Regions from separate parts of the Ovis aries genome. Here region 1 is linked to region 2. The links are chromatin contacts, called in public Hi-C maps. All regions are on one chromosome and are shown on one strand. The core of a region is the stretch at or near the end of the contact, and the rest is flanking DNA. Distances in the headings are between cores, read along the strand shown. Region 1 overlaps SPATS2L (spermatogenesis associated serine rich 2 like). Region 2 has its middle 27 kb from the start of MAIP1.

Region 1 (3,477 bases), core at 812-3,311, 460 kb after region 2:
TTAAGCTTGAGGGTTTTATCAGCTTGACCTCATTTGCATGTTGTCACATTCTTCTGGGGTGTTAAAAAAAAGGTGACCTGTGACTTAGAGGTTTGGTTTCCCTGGTTTGATGTCACCTGGGGTTTGTTGGCATCTAATATCTACCTCTTTTCTTTCTTTCTTTCTTTCTGTTTATAGAATGGGTCTTCTAGCCAAAGACGAAGATTTAATCCGCAATATCACAACAACAGGCTAAATGGATCTGCCAAGCCCCAGGGCAGTGGTAATGAAGCCGATCCCACTGCGAAGAGCAACAACCGTCACGAACACAGAAGACAGCCACACAACGGCTTCCGTCCCAAAAACAAAGGCGGCGCCAAAAACCGAGAGGCCTCCTTGGGGACGAAGACCCCCGAGGCCCCCGCCCATCCGGAAAAGCCCCGGCGAAGGCAGCACGCCGCGGACCACGCGGAGGCCAGGCCTTTCCGGGGCAACGTGGCCAGGGTCTCCCAGTGCAACCTCTGCCCCACCAGAATAGAAGTTTCCACAGATGCCGCGGTTCTCTCCGTCCCGGCCGTGACGTTGGTGGCCTGAGCGTGGAGAGAGGGAGAAAAAGGCCGTTTTCACTCAGTTTCGGTTCCCTGCCGGAGGTGCTGACCCAATTCGCTGCCAAAAGAGAGTCAATCTGAATACACAAATCCTGTACGGCTGTGTCATCCTCTCTTAATCATTTTTACTAATTCTAATAATCAGCTCTAGCTTGCTTCATAACTTTCATGGCTTTGCTTGATCTGTTGGCGCTTTTTCTCATCAACATGTTGCAGCATTTTAGCCAGGCAGTATTTACTCATTTGTTAGGAAAATCAAGATGTGGCTAAAGATCAGAGGCTCAGTAGCAACCTATGTTGTAGCAGTGATGTCAGTCCATTGATCGTCTTTAGAGAGTTAATGTTGGAAACAAAATTCTTATTGATCAGACAAACATGATCTGCTGAAGACACATGCGCTTTTGTAGAGTTTAACATCTGGTGTTTTTCTGAAATATATATATATATACATATATTGCTTTATTTGAAACAAATTAAAATATGCTGCATTTGACACCTGGCTTGTTTTGTTTTTTTTTTTAATCAAAGCCCACTTATCATAAAATGTACCATGTAGTACTTTCAAGAAAACTTAAGCGGTTGTGGCACAGAGCTTTGAACAATGCTCTTTTCTCTTGGAACAAGGGTCCTTTTGGAAGAAAGAATTCCTTACCATAGCCTTGCCAGTACCTTACACATATACAGATGCACGTGTACCCCAATCATCTTGGACATGACTTGGCAGTTTGGAAACCTTGGTTGCAAGTAATATAAACCTCAACTCAGCCTACTTTAAACAGTAAAGAAAATGATTAATTAGTTCAGTGGCTGAAAAACCCAGCATAAAATTATGCCTTAGGTCCAACTGAATCAGGATTCTAGCTCCTTTCTCCTGATTATCTCGGCTCTCCCTTCCTCCTTAGGCTGATATGTTCAGAATGGGGTGAAATACCTGCCTTGATCCTAAGATTCAGATTCATGTTCATCCCCAACACGGTCTAGAAGTAAAGAGAAGCTCTCCAGGTAGCAGCGGCAAGGAGCAAGTGTCTTTCTCAAAAGTCCCAGAGAGGGTCTTGCATATCATTGCCCCAGATTGCGGGTAGGCTTGTCCCTCAACCAATCAGCAAATGAGATGTGCTAATGGGCATAGACTAATCAGAGTCCACCCCCAAGTTGGGTTGTTGCAGGCTCCCCAAAAGCACAGGGGCTGCCTGGAGCAAGGCTTCTGTTCCCTGAGGAATACAGAGTGGATACCAGGGGCCCACACCCCAAGTAGCCCCAAGTACCCCAGTCTTTGAGTGCAAGGTGACTCAGTTTGGCTACTGCTTCCATCGAACTTCCATGTATCCTGCAGATGTGTTGGCCTCTTTCAAGTGCAAATGCTTCTTTTCAGCTCAATGTTAACATTTTTTCTGGCAGCCCAGGTTCAGTGGGCTTCTCTTCCAAAGAGCAGCCCTGAGCAGCTGAGTCTGCACACCATGCAAGCATCCGTTTCTTCTTTTGCCAAATACAAGGAGGATGTTTGCTCTGTCTGGAGAGAACTTTCTGAGGTCTCTGGGTGTATCCAGAGATTTAATAGGAATTTTAAATGTTAAGTCACATTCCGGGAAGGAAGGAAGGGTTGTTCGTTCAAATAAGAAAGATAAACGTTTGGGCCTGCAGTCTCCATTTAGTCCATCTGAGGCCCTGGATTTATATTTTACAAGACAGAAGGACTTTGCACAAATTTTGTGTACCAAGATTTGGCTCACCACAGAAAATGTCAGCTGAAATAAATGTGGCAGCTTTAAAGACGAGTCAAGTGATTCATGCAACAGGAAAATAATGGGTTTGCCAGGTCAGGAGCACACCTATCTTTGTCAGGGTTGGACCCCCTCTCAACCTTGACACACCCATCACATTGTTCTCAGGGTTAAGAAAGCACAGTCACGTTCCTAAGCACATAACAAATGCTCCAAGTTACTGAAAAGAAACAAGAAAGCATGCTAAGAAATATGCAGACCTGTTTATGTTTTTCCCTAGATTTTGCCTTTCTTGTAGACCCAGGTATGTAAACATTTACCAATGTATATTTTTTGAAATGGTAATTTCAATATATATCTTTGTCTATTCTGATGAAATCATTGGTGTGATTCTAGAAATCTGGGTTAAATTCTGCGATTCTTTTTAGCTGTGTCAAACTTAAAAAAAATTCCATGGGCCATGAGCACTCCAATCTCTTTACTTAAATACAGAGTAGCCAGAAGAATAGATTCTTTTTTCTTAAACATTCCTCTAGTAGAGGTTAGTACTCATGAAGATTGAATAACTTCAAAACCACCTACACTGTATCACCAAGACTCCCATCTGTTAAAGACAAACCTCTCAGTTGGGTTACCAATTACATTCCAAATTTACATTTCATTTGAGAATCTCTCCATACTCCAGCTCAATCATCCAGCCTATTCTAGGGGCTGAGCAAGGTTCAGAGGGTTAAACACAAGTTTGTATAAAATTCATCCTTAATAAAGGCTGTACTTACAAGAGCTGGGGGGAGAGTGGGTAGGGAAAAAATAACACTCTGTATCCAATGTAAAGCTCAGTTCACTAGCAGTTCAATTCTGCTGGCATCAGAAAAAAAGATTCCATTTTAACATTCTTAGCGAAGCAATATCCAATGAGGCCAATGGGGAAAGTTAGCAGGGCAAAGGCAACATGCAGATTTTTGCCAAAGTAAGAGATTTGGGAATTCTGACTCTGAAAGCCTTAATCTCGATTTAACCATGTGAAGAGGTAATCTAGGGCCTGAACAGCTCTTTTCCTAGAGCAAAGTGGAGGCAGGCTTGCGGCAGGTGGGGTGGTTTAGAGGGGAGAAGGGGGAACAGTGGAGACAGAGGGATGCCTGAATTCAACACTACCTTTGACTAAGCTT
Region 2 (3,896 bases), core at 1,243-3,742:
GATCCTTCCATCACCAAGAAATGTCAGGGGCTGAGGCAAGGAAGGATTCTTCCCTAGATGCTTCAGAGAGAACTTAACCTCTTTGATATCTTGATTTCAGTCTCCTGGCCTCCAGAACTATGAGAGAAAAAGTATCTGTTATTCTGAGCCCCGTAGTTTGTGGTACTTGTTATGAAAGCTGTTGAAAACTGACACACCAGCCAATGAAATGGGTATTGTTACCCTGATTGGTCAAATGAAGAAACTTAAGCTCAAAAATACTTGCATAGATTTGCAGTCAGTGGAGGACTTGGGATTTGAACCCCAGGTAACAAAGCGCTGAAGCCTCCCAACCTCCCTCCAGTAGCGTTGGATTCGATCAGCTGTTGACCTTGATGGTTGACTGCAGTCATTCATTTTCAGTTTGGAGGCAGCCCTGGGGCACCAGCTGTGGGAGGTGTGCTGTAACCAGGAGTAGAGGATTCCCAGGGAACTTCTGCCCCACCTGGGGAGGGAAGGCGAGAAGCAGGAGTGGCTCTCCATCCTCTTTTTGCTTAACTATTCTTGGAGTAAACCACATGGAACCTGCATTCCAGGACCATCCCTCAAGGAGGTTTTCTCTCCTCCAATCATTTTCATTTCTATCTAAACTATTTTAGGGGGTTCTACAGATGTTTAAATAAGGAATCAAATCTCTCTCTGTGGCAGACCTCTTCTTATGACAGGAAACCCTCATTTCCCAGATTAGGGTCCAAAAGACTATTAGGAATTTTTTTTTTTTTTTAATGATAAAAGTGGCACCATACAAGGGTTGGCTAAAGTCATCTGTTGGTGAGCAGAGGGGGCTTGATTTTGCCCACATGCACAACTTTTTTCATAGGAACATTTCTAAGAAGATAGGTATCTTCCCTTATTAAAAAAAAATCACTGAATTCCTAAGGTTCTTAAAGATCTTGCCATATTCTACATACCAGGCTCTGTAGTGTGGTGTGAAGTTCCTAGGGACATTAGATACCTGTGGACCCTGGATGGTGTCAGCATGGTACGTGGCTGGTCTGTGACTTGCTACAGTGATGCTGACAGGGATTCACTAAGGTCAGGTCACTCAGCTGACTCAGCTGGGAGTTTATCAATGTCTATCCCTTGGCTTGTTATATACACTGACAGGAAAGTTTTTATTTAAAAAAAAATAGGATTTTGAAGACAAGGTCAATTTCAGTCTTAACAGTCCTGATACTGTCACTTTAGGTAAAACTCATCACAAGTTCAAATCCCAGTTCAGTTCTAACCAGGTAGGTGTCCTCAGGCAAGCTTCCCTGGGTTTTGAACCTTTCTGCTGTGACAATACTAACCTTTCTCAAAGGCTTGTGGTGGACTGAAAGTCTAAAAGTCAAACAGAATATTTTAAAAAATGAAGAAAAGAAAAGTAATAAAAAGTGTGTGTCATCCCTTTCCCAATTTAACACAGTTAATATGGATATGATTTTGGAGCTAATTGCTGAAACCAAGCAATGTGTTACCCTAAATGATTTTTGATTCCCTTCCTTTTATTTCCCATCTAATTCCTAGAGAATAGATGATGGAGAATAATAAGCTGTGTTGAGTTGGCAATTTTTGTACTTCTGTATGTACATGAGTGGGCTATTATTAAACTTGTGAGATCAGGGGGTCTGCAAATGTGAAAAATGAGTTTTTCTAGTTGGGTTTTAGCCAGAACCCTTGAGCTCTTTAATTACAGAATCCCAGTGTCTGCAGAAACTGGGATCAATGTCCCTAATCAATCCAACCTACCCATTTGACAGACAGAGAAATGGAGGCCAGAGAGCCCCCTGGATTCATTATTCTCATATGTAAATTGAGGGTGACAGTCCTTACTTCAGAAGGTTTTTCTCTATTTTAAGAATGTAGAGTTGTGTCTGGCATGTAATATGAATGTTTGAGAGGCAGCAATGCTTGGTAATAAAGAGAAAATTTGTATATCAGGCTGCTGGGTTCAATCTCTGGTCTTTTCCTCACTATTTTGTGACCTTGGGTGAAGTAACTAAAGTCCCTTTTCTCATAGAATTGTTGCAAGGATTAAATTAATTAATATACATAAAACACTTAGTGCCTGACACATGGTGAGCACCATTCAGGAATTAATTTTTATTATTGTTATTTTTAAAGAGATTATGTGGTTTATATAAGACTGCCCACTCAGTAGCAGAGCCAAAAAAAGAATTTAAAAAATGTTGGCTCCTAGCTGTGTGTGCTCTACCAAACTAATGTTCCTCTCCAAGGAAACTGGTTTTGTGTAAGCAGAGGGTCCACTTATAACCTCTTTGAGGCCATTTCTGATTCCTATGATTATGATAGAGCTGAATTGTTTATTTCATCCCCCAGGATCAGAGTTTGCAGCACAGCTTAATCGATAAACTGTAAATAGGTTCATTAATAAGCTAGGCACATGCCCTGAGACCGAGAAACAATCTCAGCCACTTGTCTCCATGAGGGGGCGCCAAAGGGAGACAGAAAGGTGGAAGGAAGAGGAAGAACTAGCTGCTTCCTGTTTGCCTCCTGTTCCTGCGGGTGTTGCCCAGCAGTGGCCCTTCACCGGAACCCCTCCCCAGAGGCGGTTGATTCCAGTTTGCACTTTTCCCAATCTTTGCAGATACCCACTTGTCAGAGATCTGACTTTGTCTTCTGCGGTCCTGAGGCAGTAGCACCAGCTAAACTCCCTTCCAAACTCTTAAAACCTAACAATCCCAACCTCCTCTCCGTTCCCCAGCCCTAGGTGCTGGCTGCTTTGTACAACTATTACTCCTGTGATATTTCAGAGTCCCTCTTTTAGTTTTTCCATTCTTTAATACCTAGTTTAATTCTTTATATGAAAGTCTCACTGTTAGGATAATTGGGGTGATTTAGTTCTTCTGACTGAGACTCTGGCTGATACACATATGAATATGCATATTCATATTCATGAATATGCATATAAAAATAATCCACAAATAGAGTCAAGTCAAACGTCCTTAAACATCTCCTCTCTTTCTCTTTTCACACCCCATTCTGGATGTGGTGGCATAAATTAGATCTACTTCAGATTTACTCAATCACTTAGTTACTTCATTCCCTAGACGAAAATAGAATTATTAACAGGTGTCTGTCGCCCTAGAACTTTAAAAAATGCATTTACATATATATATATACACACATGCTCATCTATTGTAGAGTATGATCACTTAATGAAAGCATAATGAAATAATATAGCATAACTATAACCATATATTAACATTTAAAAGTCCTTTCTTTTCTAAGAAAATCAATCTCTTCCATTTTAAAATCTTAATTAGGATTAGATCTCAATTCTCTAATTTTAATCTGTTCGTGCTTCTTTTCATCACTCAAAATTACATACTTATCTTTTAGTTCTTTCATTTTTTTCTTTGCTCTTGACATAACTTATGCTAAGTATACAGTAATGGGACAGTAGATGAATGTGAAAGACATGGTGGAAGAGTTCAGAACAGGAAGAAATCACTTTAAATGAAGAAGCCAGCAAAGGCTTTCCAGAGAAGATGGAATTTGGGCTGAATCTTGGCGGAGCACTTGGACTTGAAATAACAAAAGCAAAAAGCCAGAAAGGACGTTGAGAGGTCTGAGCTGTGTGACCCAGATTCTCTATTACAGTTAAACAAGTTGCTTTCTACATCGAAGAGCAAGATTATACAAAATTCACTTATGAGGTAGGTCCATGAGGGGAAGTTTAAAACTAAGGGTGGACTCAAGGAGAAAAATGTTTGTTTCTCTAGTTTATATTGTCATTTACAAGATGCTGTAAAATGCATACTCTTCTTTCTTTATCCTTTCCACAGCTCTGACAATTTCTCTTTCCCATTCAATATTCCTCAAGACTCCTCTTCCCTCCTCAAAAACCCCGA

Evidence for each region. Hi-C and Micro-C count contacts between places; a contact is called where the count stands out from the background.
Region 1: a Hi-C map of liver shows a contact between it and region 2, with 5 times the contacts expected there. The contact joins two enhancer-like sites. A contact is called at or near these places in 14 of 16 Hi-C or Micro-C datasets (blood, hypothalamus, liver and 7 more).

The regions. Positions count from the first base shown.
Region 1 is chr2:202,790,055-202,793,531 of ARS-UI_Ramb_v3.0, forward strand. SPATS2L (spermatogenesis associated serine rich 2 like) reads left to right here. Exons shown (of 13, transcript XM_042244055.1): 13 at 178-1,080. The coding sequence ends at 573. Among named protein-coding and RNA genes, the nearest start is that of KCTD18, 32 kb to the right of the region's middle. Within about 2 kb of position 2,062, at least 1 of the 54 cell types and tissues checked has an H3K27ac peak or open chromatin away from gene starts, as enhancers often do. A contact at or near this core is called in liver, where this site is marked.
Region 2 is chr2:202,328,704-202,332,599 of ARS-UI_Ramb_v3.0, forward strand. No RefSeq gene overlaps it. Among named protein-coding and RNA genes, the nearest start is that of MAIP1, 27 kb to the left of the region's middle. Within about 2 kb of position 2,493, at least 2 of the 54 cell types and tissues checked have an H3K27ac peak or open chromatin away from gene starts, as enhancers often do. A contact at or near this core is called in liver, where this site is marked.